2 separate regions of the Gossypium hirsutum genome follow, and region 2 is linked to region 1. The links are chromatin contacts, called in public Hi-C maps. All regions are on one chromosome and are shown on one strand. The core of a region is the stretch at or near the end of the contact, and the rest is flanking DNA. Distances in the headings are between cores, read along the strand shown.

Evidence for each region. A called contact is a pair of places that touch in the nucleus more often than the background predicts.
Region 2: a contact with region 1 is called in a Hi-C map of leaf, with 1.9 times the contacts expected there. The contact joins the promoter of LOC107903825 here to the promoter of LOC107903820 in region 1. A contact is called at or near these places in 3 of 34 Hi-C or Micro-C datasets (leaf and petal).

The regions. Positions count from the first base shown.
Region 1 is chrD05:51,500,712-51,507,649 of Gossypium_hirsutum_v2.1, forward strand. It overlaps LOC107903820 (ATPase family AAA domain-containing protein At1g05910), which reads right to left and starts at 2,511. Exons shown (of 11, transcript XM_041092619.1): 1 at 2,494-2,511; 2 at 1-139. The coding sequence starts at 81.
Region 2 is chrD05:51,700,947-51,707,884 of Gossypium_hirsutum_v2.1, forward strand. LOC107903825 reads left to right here and starts at 4,095. Exons shown (of 9, transcript XM_041092630.1): 1 at 4,095-4,153; 2 at 4,263-4,327; 3 at 4,431-4,504; 4 at 4,578-4,621; 5 at 4,728-4,822; 6 at 5,138-5,246; 7 at 6,318-6,331. The coding sequence starts at 4,268.

The sequences.
Region 1 (6,938 bases), core at 1,261-3,760:
TGGCCTTCTCCTGAGCCTATCACTAGTGCGCACAGGCCCAGAAACTGGCCCATCTCCTTGACCAGATCTTTTTGAATACATTGGCAAACACTAGCTTTGATGACTGTATTCTTCCATAAATATTCAAAAGTAGCTATACCTTGAAGAGAAAAAAAGCAATAGTCATGATAAGAAGAAGAGATTCCAAATGGCTTTACCTAAATTTTCATGCATGTATAACTTTTCATTTATCCAACTTAAATTGAATTGTTAATAGCACATGATTCTAGACAACTATCAATAAAAAATATACTTTTCCAAGAATAATCTCAATAAACATGAGCAATTTTGATGTCCCTACCTACCTAGAAACAAAAACCTTTGTCACATGGTAGATTACAAAATCAGAATATTTTAAAGTTAATATGCCATCTTTTTAAGCTAAATGCAAGCAAGAATGCTCTGTATGGACAAGATCATTCCATTTTTGAAGAACATTCTTAGTTCTCAGTATATGTTTATCAATCAAGCATGCTGATAATGCAGATTCGAGGTAGACACTGCACATTAAGAAGACTTTCAGATGCTATATAAACAGAGTAACAAGAAAATTCAATGAAATTATCCATCAACATCTTTGTTTTAAATGTTAAGAAAGAAAATCTGAAGGTCTGATGAAAAAGAACATGGGATGGTAAAAGCATCTCTTCTAGAACTCATACTACTTCCTGTTAGTAGTTACACATTTGCTTTGGAGCATATTGAGTTTGGGGACCAATGATATTTACTAGAGGCAAAGGAACTTCTTCTTAAACAAGGAACTAAAGATTAGAAGAACAGTATACAGACAGTGCAAAGAACCAGTCTTTCATAAAGGCATCTTTAATAGAAAGAGGAAAATGGCTTGTTGTCACTTTCGGACCTTATATGCTTGAGCGCATTTAACACTTCTCTCCTTTCAAAATACATTCAAAGTCTAAGCAAAGAAGATAGGTTTGACTAAAACAAATCCAATTCTTTCTCCACACAGAGATCAGCGTGGCTGTAATGTAGAATAAAGAAACGGGTTTCAATCCTTCAAGATCTTATTTTTGAAAGTTTTCCTCCTCCATTTGTTTTTAGAAACTTCAACAATAACATGCTCCAATTAACATAGTGAAATCTAATTTCCATGTTTAAGATGCAACAATTTCGTGAACAGCTTAAGGTACAGTACATGAACAATTTTATCCACAGTCAATTAAGTTACAAACCAGGCCTAAATAAAATCTTCAGCGTTCACTTTCCCAGAAAAAGGTCAAAACTAACCTAGAGAAACAGAAATCTTTCAGTTATAGCAAATTGAAACCCAACACTAATTAGAACAAGGAGAAAAGGATCATACCAAACAAAGAAAATATCTCAGGTAATTCCAAATTATTCGAGTTCTTGCTTCGAAAATATTCACATTGAACCAACAAACTAACAAATTGATCAAAAGTAAACAAAGCAACATGCACATGCAGTTGCATGATATATGTACGTGTATATATAGACACACACACACACAAACAGAGCCGCGGAAAATATTGAGAAAATGCAAGTAAATGCGAAATGCAAAATCCTAAATAAAACAAACATAAAACAAGAAAAAAAAGATTATTCAAATTTACTAATAAAAACGAATTACTTTCGACATTTGCTATTTAAATTGAAGCATAAAAATAATTTAGTTTTTAACAACAGAGAGAAAAGGAAATTAAAGGCGGAAAAGGGATTACCGAATCAGAGATCTAGCTAGGAAGAGCTGATGAAAGGCTCGAACATAGAAGAGAAAACGCGAGAAAGTGTGAGAAAAACAAGGGATTAAAACCTCGAGGACTTTGAATGAGAGCTCAAACCTTAAACTCCAAAGTATATAAACAAAAACCTAGAAAGGGAAAACGAGTTCACTCCATGTTCGTTTCGACTCAGTGAGTCTCCTGCCCAACTTCTTATTTCCCCTAAACGGGACCCATTAGCTTAAAAAGTAGGTCCCTGTCTGACACGGATAAAAAATTTGTTTATGACATTTTTCTGTTACAAAGTCAAACAACCAATTAAAATTTGCCACGTAAGCAAAAGGGTTCCGTTTCCTCTTACGACGTCGCTAAGACGGTGGTTTTAGTCTGTGGAGTTTGGCTAATAATTGTTGGTTTTGCACTTGGGAAAGTATAAATGCTACACAGATTTCCTTCTTCCACCCCCTGTGATGTAAAAATCGGAACTATTGTCTCAATTTGTTCACCTCCTGCATCTTTCGACATTTGTATGCCCAGAATAAAAAGACTTCTTATTTTTTCAATTTATATATTTTAATTCAGTTGGCAATTTTTGAAAAAATCTGACAACCTAATATATTGGTTTTCCCGTCAATTATATATGATAAATTTTGACAAAAAAATATTTATAATTTTAATAATAGAATTGGAACTTTTAAATCAAAATAATTGAAAGAATTGATTTCTTAAATTTTATCAGAATATAGAGACTAACCATATATTTTATCCAAATGAGAATTACTTATGGTGAATCCAACCAGCGGTGAATCTTGGCCAGAACTTCAACTTCGTATCGTACAATAAAATTGGAGGGTGAACGAAAGGGAGAGAAAGATATCCGTAAATGGTGGTTATATTTGATGGGAAGAGAACCATTAACAGCAACCGAGAAATTTGGGTAAAGTTACCGTAACGAGAAGAGTTTAGGTTTTAATTTTTTAATAAAAATAATTTAAAAAAAAAACACTTTCAATGTTTCAATTTTCTCATCGACCAATATCTAAGTTAATTACAGGGTTTTCCAACAAGTTTAGAATCTAGAATAGAGATACTTTTGGCCTTACCGGTACTCTTAAGCGGAAGATTTTATCAAGGCTTAGGGGCATCTAAAATGTACTTGATCAGTATCGATTCGAGAAATTTATTGCCTATAATGATCCGGTTTTAACTGAAGTTGGAAAAAGTAATTTCATAATTCAATTCCGTAAATCGTGTTATGAAAATATGAATAGATTTACTTATATGTTTAAGTTGAAAATATATTAGTGGTTGATCAAGTAATTAAATCAAGAAAATTAATAATTATATTACAGAGATTAAATTGTACAAGTACAATCACTGTTAAATTTTAATTTTGAAAATATTTTAAGACTTAATAAGTAATTAAACTAAGGAAATTAAGGTAATTTAACTATTATTAAAGTATATTAGTGGGATGATATGATTATATTCATCCATCTTAATTAACTTGTTTTATTATAGCTAACTTTATATTATTAAACAATTAATGGTGATTAATTAAGCATAATTAAGCTGTTAATTTTGGTATAAATAGCAAATGTTAGTGGATTCGAGAATATATCATCATTCTCCCTTCTTGTTGCCATCCAAAGCTTGAAAAAAGAAAGATTCTTTTCTCTCTCTCTCTCTCTCTCTCTCTCTCTCTCTCTCTCTCTCTCTCTCTCTCTCTCTCTCTCTCTCTCTCTCTCTCTCTCTCTCTCTCTCTTTGCATTTCGGTCCAAAATTTAGTAAGGTAAATTGAATCTTTTCTTCATAATTTTTATAGAATTTTGGTTATTTGAGCTTAGTTTATCATACCTAAGTTTTAGATTATCAAATTGTTAAGTATATGTTGTTACCATTAATGGGTTTTTGTGAAATCAAGCTTAATAATATTAGAATTGTTGATTAATAAGCTTGGGTTATGTTAGGACTAAGTTAAAAAGTAGTGAAAAGTGTAGGATTTGGTTAGAAATTGTACTAAGCTACATAGTTTATTTATGACATTAGGGACTAAATTGAAATAAATTGAAAGTTGTTGAGAAATTGTGCTATAAATTAAAAGTACAAGTTCCCTAATAAAAGAATATGAAAGTAGATTTTGATTCAATACTAAATATCGAAAAATATGAGCATTTTGGATATAGGGATTAAAATGAATAAAATGAATAAAATGCAAACTATGTTTACTTGATGTGTTTTTCATATGGTTGTGTGAAAACTAATATCGTTTCTATAATCGAATTATCCTACGAAGGTAAATACAACGTCGGGCTATCTCGAGATAAAGAAAAGGTAAAGTTCGTAGATGAGTAGCCTATATCGGTTTGTGCTTTCATTATTTAAATTCAATTACATATATGGATTGTTGCAATTAGCTTGCTTAAGGTAATGAACTTACTTGCCTTATGAATAGGTAACTATGAAATAGTTGGTAACTTGTGAAAATGTGATAATAGTGCATATGATGAAATGAAATGTTATGAAATTGATTTGAGCATGATGTGAATTTGTTATGTATTAAACTATGGTATGTGAACTATATATATATATGTTAGAAACATTGGATATCCTATTAATGGTCTCGGATAGAGTCGGGTATAGATGGCATGTCATAGGATTAGTGTATGAGATTTTTACTATATATATATGTTAGAAACATTGGATACCTTATTAAGGGTCTCGAATAGAGTTGGGCATAGATGGCATGTTATAGGATTAGCGTACGAGATTTTTACTTCAGTTTATACCAATGAGGTGTAAAGAGCATATTATACTTTGGACGTACTGATGAAGTGCTAGACACATTTATATCTATACTTCGGTTTAACCAATGAGGCATAGAGCGAATATTATACTTCGGATGTGCCGATGAGGCACTGAGTGTCGAATATATTGGTGTGATGGTTGGATGATCCATGTATCCGTCTTGAGTCCATATTCGGTTAATAGGGATTATGCAACATCTACTCCACTTATTCACATTGATTATTGAATGTTAATGGCGAATTGTATATTTGTATATTAATTTTAAAGTAAGTAAAGATGACATGTGAAAGGCTATGTGATTCAGTTAATACGAGCCTTAGGGGCCGATACAGTAATAAAACGAATTAGTATATTCGAGAATGTAATGAGAAAGTGAAATGGTTCTTGTAATATACTAAGATATTCATGTAAATGAGATATAATATTAAAGAGATTAAATGTTAGAATATGACATGTTAAATAGCTTAAAGCATGATATTAAGTTCAAGAGATAAGAAATGCAATTGTGATTTTGGATTTCATAGTATGTGTATTTGGTATTTTGTTTATATGTGATTAATGCTTTAAATCATGTTAGCACCACTGTGTCCTATTTCTCAGTGTACGATTTTGCTTATTTCCATGTGTAGGTATCATTAGTCTCGAAGAATCGGGGTGTGCGATGTTGGATATGGTGCCTTGAGTGTAGTATATTTGTTTGTAAACTTATAATTTTTCAAACAGATTGATTAATAACACAAAACCATTGATTACATGAATATACTTTGTATAATTGTCTTCATGTGGTTTTTGCATGCAAAGCAAAATAGAAGCAAATGTTGCTCACTGGTTGTCTAATGTTTAAAATAATACTAATATTACGTGGCCGGATTATAATATGGAAAGACAACTTATATTTTAGACGAACCTAAATATGTCCTTAGTATAATCGAAAATGAGCAAACTAATTGAAAGACTAATATGTTGTCTATCAAGTCCAATTAGGGAGATGTTTTATCTTGGACATCGGAGCAGATGACTCCCACAAGATAGAGACATAGATATGACTGACTAAATTGACAGTACATCAGACTAGATCCAAGAAGAATAGATCCTGAATCCGTTTATGGATTTATTCACTAGTGATGTTCATAGTGTGGCATACCTAAATCCTGAGTGGATGATGAACTATGTATGTGTGACTCGTATATTTTGATGTAAGTAAAAACCCAAGTTCAAATAGATAAGGAATTGAAAGTTGGTGTGTTGGTTATACGACTTCTGTATATAACGTCATTCACAATAGTGAAATCCATAGCCCGAGACATGGGTAAATGATATCCTCTAATTGGCATTACATGGTTGATGAAAAGTAAGTGTGGCCACAGGTCGTTAGTCATTATAATGAACTACTTGATTACTATTTGATAGTAATTGACTTTTTATGAAGGAAGATGTAATGGTTACAATGAGATAAAATGTAACACCCGATTTCCAATTAACTTGGAAACCTGAATTAATTGGAGAATTAAATTGAAAGAGACCGCAAGTTGGCGACCTCTATTGAAAGAAACAGGAAAGTTGGAAACTGAATTGGACATGGTTGAGAACCAAAACTGATTTAGTTAGAAAAGAACCGATCGATTCCTTAGTGAGAGACATCATGATTAGTAATGGATGGTTCTCCTAAGGTTGGTAATAGTATGGGAAGGGCTATAAATAGTTGGGAAATGACTTCCTAGGGATGATTTCCTTCCCGAATCTATTTCATTTTCTTTTGTTCTTCATCTTCTTTAGTAGCTTGAAGAAGAAATAGCCATGGAAGGTTATGCATGGAGTAGACTTCATGAGGATGGAGATGGAAAAGTAGGGAAACCAGCAAGCTGGTAAGATTCTTAACACTTATGTGTGCGTAAGAATAGGTATGGTTATGAACCTTCAAAACCATTTTAAGGGTTCTGCATACTTATGAAAGTTTAAGCTTTTAAGATGAAGTACAAGTTTAACCAGTAGAATTTTGGTTGTAATGCTTAGCTTCTAGGAGAATGGAAGCTCTAACATTCAAGAAGGCTAATATAACACCCCTAACCCGTCTCCGTCACCAGATTAGGGTTACAGAGCGTTACGTTACAATCGAAAACATTTAAACATTTTAACATCAGTACTTTAATCATATCTTAAGCCATTCATAACCATGCATATTGTCCCTAAATCGAGTCCTTGATGCCCTAAAAACAACTTAGAAGCAATTCGAGACCAATTTGAATCAACTTGGAAAGACTAGGAAAAAGTCACAAAAATTTGGAAACAGGGGTCACACGGCCGTGTGGCTAGGCCGTGTGCCTCACATAGTTGAGACACATGCCCGTGTCTTAGGACATGTAACCTTCGAACTAGGGACACACGGCCGTG
Region 2 (6,938 bases), core at 2,845-5,344, 200 kb after region 1:
ACCACAACCAATTCGGGAACCCTGTATCCATTGAATTTCATTTATTCAAATAAGACTTAATATTTGTCAAGCATTATCAGATATGTGATCAATTTCATATATATAACATTATAATTCACATATACAACATTCAATTCAAATATATAAATATACACAATTTAGTTACACGAACTTACCTTGACAAGTGTTCGTGAATTGTAATATACTAATCCGATACTTTTTCTGTTCCTCGATCCAGTTCCATATTTGGTCTATCCGGATCTATACGAGTAAATTTAGCTCAATTTAATACAATTCATATTCAATTCAATCCAATTCATATCTTAGGCAAAATTACCATTTTGCCCTTATACTTTTGGTTAATTATAATTTCATCCCTAGGCTCGGAAAGTGAAATTCATGCAATTTAATCCTTAATCCAAGCCTAGTCAATTTTTACATATAACATTAGCAGCCCATGTATTTCATAAAATTCAGAATTTTTCCATGAATTTTACATCTTTTCAAGTTAGTCCCTAAATCATGATTTCATCAAAATTCCCTTAACAAAAATTGTTTATCTATCAACAACCTTTCATTTTCTCCCATAAAACTTCATAATTCATGCATAGTCATCAATGCCAAAACCCTATTACTTTGATAACTTTGCAAATTAATCCCAGAGATAGCTAAATTAAGCTATTACGATCTCAGAAATATAAAAATTACTAAAAACTGGACAAAGATACTTACCCAATTAAGCCAAAAAAGTTTACCTTTCTTCAAGTCTCCATAGCTAGGGTTTCCATGTTTATTTTAGGAAAGAAGATGATAGATGATGATGTTTTCATTATTTTATTACTTATCATCTTTAATTATTTTTACTTCCCAATTTCATCCTTTTCTTTTCTTAAATTTCCATGGATGAATCATCATACTTATCTACTAACTCCTCTTAATGTTCTATTTTTCATATAAGGACCTCAAATTTTGAATTCCATAGCTATTTGATACATATAGCTACTAGAACTCAACTTTTGCATTTTATTCAATTTGGTCCTTTCCATCTAATTAAACATGTAATCGGTAAAATTTTATTAAGAAAATTTTCATACGATATTTCTATCATAATGCAGACCATGAAATAATATTAAAATAACTTTTTTTACAGACTCGGATTTGTGATCTCGAAACCACTATTCCGATTTCACTAAAAACGGGTTATTACACTTAACCACTGAACTAGACACTTATTAATGACGTAATAAAACAAACCATAAATTCATATTTTTGAGCATTATAAATTCGAATACAACACGATCAATTCAGCTTCCCAACTGTACGCCAAACAAATCCAACTTAACACACGTTTTTTAAATTGAAATCAAATCAATTTTTAGGGATAAATTTGTACTATCTCATATACCAGAGAGATAACGAATAGCTTATTGAAAAGTCTTTAGTGTGGGTTCATATCTCACGATTATTTTTTTGAAGCAAAATTCAAACTATGGCTAAAGGGACTTAGTTGAGCATGAAATAAATCATGCTGGTTGATGTATGGAAATGGATTTTAGTGGAAATGGTGGTAACTGAAAAGGGAAAGGTACTTGGGAAGTAAATTAGCCAAATTGCTGAAATGGAGGAAAAAAATGGATGGCAGAGTGCTAAGACGTACTGATGCAGAAATGAAGAAAAAGAAAAGTATTGTTTTATTCCAAAAACCCCATGTATTCAAGTGTCACCAACACTAGGTATTTATACACATTCAGAATTCTAAATTTAGCATGTTTATCCTAAAAAAAAATATCAACTAAAAATCAAAATTTAAAATTTGAATTTAAAAATCAAATTCAAACTAATTATAGGATTTTGACAGTATAAAAAATAATCTAATCTTTATCCAGCCAACCACTAAATCTTCAATCCTTCAATTTGGCCCTCCTTTTTGCTTTTCGTTCCAATTTAACCCTTTTTGTATGATTTGGAATTTCGACACACCAATTTCATTTTTGATAAGAAAAACCCCAGTTTAGTAGCATCTTATTCAATAATTAGTCAAAAATAAATACATTAAAAACACAAATTTATCTTGCTATCATGGGTATTGATACCTAAGCAAAAATATTGGTACCTTAATGGAAGTACTGATACCTGGGCCTTGTTTTGTACAAAATCTGATTTCGAAACGAATTTTTACAGAAAGTTTTACCTAATTTTGTTCAGTACAACTGTAATATGAGAAAAACATGTGAAAAAGACTAAAATATGGTCAGAAATAGGATTAGTGTCCTGACTTAGCTAGGAATACTCTGGAACCAAATGTGACATTCCTATATTTGACTCAGTAGTTAGGGCGAGTATAGGGATGTTACAATACTCATAGAAAAAAACACGTAATTTTAGTTAATGTAATCAATGGCTGCCATTTTAATCAAGATTTAATTTCAAAACTTAATAAATATGAAGATTAAAAAGATCAAATTAAAGAAAAATGATTAAATCCACAACTTACGCAAAAGTATGAGACTAATTGCAAATTTAATCTAATAAATTTGACTGCTATTATTTATGTTTGAATTGAAATTTCAAAATTCGAAAAATATAAAAACTAAAATTGGTCAAATTAGAGTATATGGATTAAATTTACAACTTACACTCAGTGTAGGTTACTGCAGAGGCGAAGCTAGGGGGTTGGTAGGGCCCCAAGCCCCCCTAAAATGAAAAATTATTATTTAGGCTCTTTAATTTTTTTTAAAATTTTAAATTAGTAAAGATAAAATTGCACTTTGGCCCCTTTAAAATTATAAAAATTCTATTTAATCCTTTAAAATTTATAAATATATAGACTATAAAAAATTAAAATTTCATTCGGTCCCCCTTAAAAATTTGTTCTAGCTTCTCCCCTGGGTTACTAGTAACACAATTTAACCTACATTATATATTGTAAATAATTTAAAATATTATATAACAATATTTGTTATATTATATAAATGAATTTAAAAATAAAAATAAAATGATTGATTGATTGATTGATAAAATTAAATTCATTTAACTAATCAACTGAAATAATCAAATAAATAGATTTAGGAAATCAATCAATTTCAAAAAAAATAAAAATAAATGATAAACATATTATGGAAACTCCCTACTAGATTCAGATTGCATTTTGCCCTAATAACTAAAAACATGTGCAAATTAGCTCATGTACATTAGAAAGAAAAATAAAGATTTACCCTTTTGTTAAAAATTGTATCCATTTTACTGATGTGGAATTATAGGATGAGTTGGATTATGTAAAAGTACTATAGAGGCCCCTGTACTATGAGACAAATTGCATTTTCCTCCTCTACTCAAAAAATGGGTAAATTAATCCTTGTAATTAAGTTAAAGAGAAATGTGGTCATTTTGTTAAAATTTTGATACATTTCTATTGTTAACTGATGATTTGGTTGAAGGAGCAACCAGACAATTTCATGTGGTGTGCCATGTATACCTTATGTTGATGTACATTCTATCACGTTAGCAAATACTTTTGTGGTGACCAAAAAAATTAATTTCGATTAGTTTAATAATCAAAATAGAAAAAAAAATAGAAGTTTAGTGACCAAAATAGGACGCAAGTAATACTTTAGTGACCATTTATGTACTTCACTCAAAACATTAAGGGTTAATATGTAGTTTACCCTTGAACTTATCCAAAAGTACCTAGTTGGTACTTGAATTTTTTTTTGTACTTAGTTGGTACTTGAACTTGTATTTCATCACCTAGGTTGACACCTCCACACTAACACGTTAGTTTATGCTGAGGTGGCATTAATGGCCAATCCTATAGTGACACGTGACAATCTCTCAGTATGGCACATGATAGGCATAAATTAAAAAACATTAAAATCTTTTAAAAAATATAAATTAATTTTAAAAAGTAAGTATCAAGTGGCAAACTACATGTTAACCTTTGAAAAATTAACTATGTTAACAAATTGAGACAATGTATATAACGGAATACAAATTTAAATATAAGCTAAATAAAAAAGAAGCTACCAATTAAGTACTTTTGGATAAATTTAGAGAGTTAAGTTCGTATTAACCCAAAAATTAATGAAGGTGTGCTTATTATTTTGCTGCCCACACCCTAAACGCTACACTTTATCTTCCCGCCAGATAGACTCTGGTAAACGGCATCGTCTCTTCTCAAAGCGTTATCCATATTATCTTCTTCTGTCCGTCCCTGTTCTCTTCAAACTAAATTCCTTTTTTTTTTTGAATAATTCCTTTAACAGAAGAAATGGCGTGTACGAGCATGGCAGCAATTTCTTTAAATTTCCAACATTTTCGAAATCATAGGGTAAGTGAAAAAAAGCCCATATTTTCTCTCTAATTCAATTCGATATTAACTAACTTCATTAATTTTTCAGTTCTTTTTCCTTTTTTAAATAAAATGGAAGCAGGTCTCTTTCAGTAGCTGTTGCTGCTTCAACAGAAAAATCAAGTTACATGAAAACCAACAAATTCTTAGTCGCAAGTGAGTCCCATTTTTACTTTTATTTTGCTAATAATTTTAACTGGTCTTTTTGGGGCTGATTTTTTGAATTTAGAGTTGTAAGGTACAGGAGGAAGCCAATATCTGCACTTGCCTCGGGTGAATTTCAACTTTTATATAGTTTCCCTAGCATTCTTTTTCTAGGGTAATTAATTGAATAATTTAAATAATTCGGTGGTGTTGGTGTTCAATTTTAATATTTTAGGTTTGGAGGCATCTATTTCAGATGCAGATGACAAATTGATAGCCTTGAAAGAAGCTAAGATCGTTGTTGAATCTAAAGACGAAAACAAGATCCAGGTGATGCCCTAAACATTCAAATTTTTTTCATCTTTTTTATACAACATTACATAATTAGTAATTTTAGAAAAATATTCTTTTCACAAATATAAATAAAATTTGGTGTAGAATTGGAGTCGATTTATCCTTCTTGAACTTTCTATTAGTTTTATATGAGACTTGAAAAACTTATAGTTTGACGTATCTTCAATTTTCGTCAATATATTTGAACAATATATATACCATGATGTGAATTAGTTGATTTTGATGGTCATTCTGAGTATATGTCAAACATTTTTTTTTTGAGGAATAACTCTCATGGTATTGTACTGCCAGCTTCGAGTGGATGTTACTGGAATTGAGACACAAAAGGTATTTAACAAGGTTTTGACGGATTTGGCTCGTCAAGCGCCACCAATTCCTGGTTTTCGTAGAGAGAAAGGAGGTAATGCATTGATGCAATTACGCTCTCTCTCCAAGTATTGATTAGATTAAGTTATTGTGCTTAATGAGTTTGCAAGAAATAGAAATGGATTTGGAACTTGGTTACTTTACTGACCACTGCTAGCAGTAATGTTTCATATGCTTGGGTGTTGCCATAACCCCTCCCTAATCTTTAAATAAGAGAATAATATGTTTCAACGCATTCGAATTCATGTGTTCCTGCACTGACAACACCGATACTAATCGAGTTAAGATTCTATTGGCAAGATGATTGAACTTATAAATATTAGAGATAATGATATATTTGTTACCTATATTTTTATAAAATGTTTAATATGATACTTGTATTTTAAGAATGTTCAATGTGATACTCAGATTATCAATACATGTTTTATAATGATATTTGATGTTAACACCGTTAATAAATTGCTAAATTAGTTAATGAAGATTCGATACGTAATTTATTTATAACTGAATTTTAAATAATAATTTTATTATCCTTGTAAGTTTAGTATTTGCTTTTTTTAACTATATGTTTAGTTATTTGTTTTTTAAGTTAATTTGTTTGTTTTATTTAGCTTTTCATATAATGTTATATTATTCATGTTGACTTGATGATTTGAAAGAAAAGAAGTTCTCTGTCGAATCTTCATTGGCTGGTTTAGCAATTTATTAACGGTGCTAACACTATGTGTCATAATAAAATACATACTGACATTGAACATTTTATGAAAGTACATGTACCATAACAAAACACATAATAATAGTTCAGGTATCAAATTAGTCAATTTATGAAAGTGCAAGTGCCAAATATGACGTTATCCCTAATTATCATAATTACAATTTTTATTTATTCATATTCTAGTTTTGTATTTAAATTGGATTTTTTTATTATTGTTTTTCTTTTTTTTTTTTGGTCATGGCTAAGTGTTGATTAGCTGTTGCAACTTATTCTTGTATATTTGTAGGATGTCAATTTTCTATCATAATTTGTTCATTTATTTGCTGATCTTGCAATTTCCAAAGGCAACCTCTAATTCTGGCTTTTATTTTTTATTTGCTGCTAATGCAGGTAAAACAACAAAGGTGCGAGGCTTTCCACCATTACACTTTTTCAGATTTTTAATTTGGCCTTGCTTTCTGTCATCATGTTTAGTTAGTAAGTTACTTTATTCTCATTTTTGGTTGAATCATCTATAATCTACCATATATATATATATAAATTCTTTCAAAATATATAAAGAATATTTTTTGAACTGAATTATATTATTAAATTACCATTAAAAATAATTTATTACTATATTAATAATTATTATATGATAATAACATAAATAATATTAATTGAGGTGATAGTATATTGATATGAAATTAATTAGTTTGGTTAATCTTTTAAAAATTTTACTTAAAAAAATAAAATATATATTATTAATTAATAAAATTTTAAATTATAAAATCATTGAATATAATTGGATCAATTAAAAATAATAAAAATATTTTTTAATAAATAATTTAATTAAATAAATATATTTTTTATCTATAAATACGATTTTATTTTAAATATGATAATAATTAAATCATGTTAAAAATAGATTTTTTTTGATATTTGATACTTTTATTATTATTTATTTTAGTAATACTTGCACAATTGGGAATGTCTTTTATCATGGTGTTTTGAAATATTATGAAAAAAATC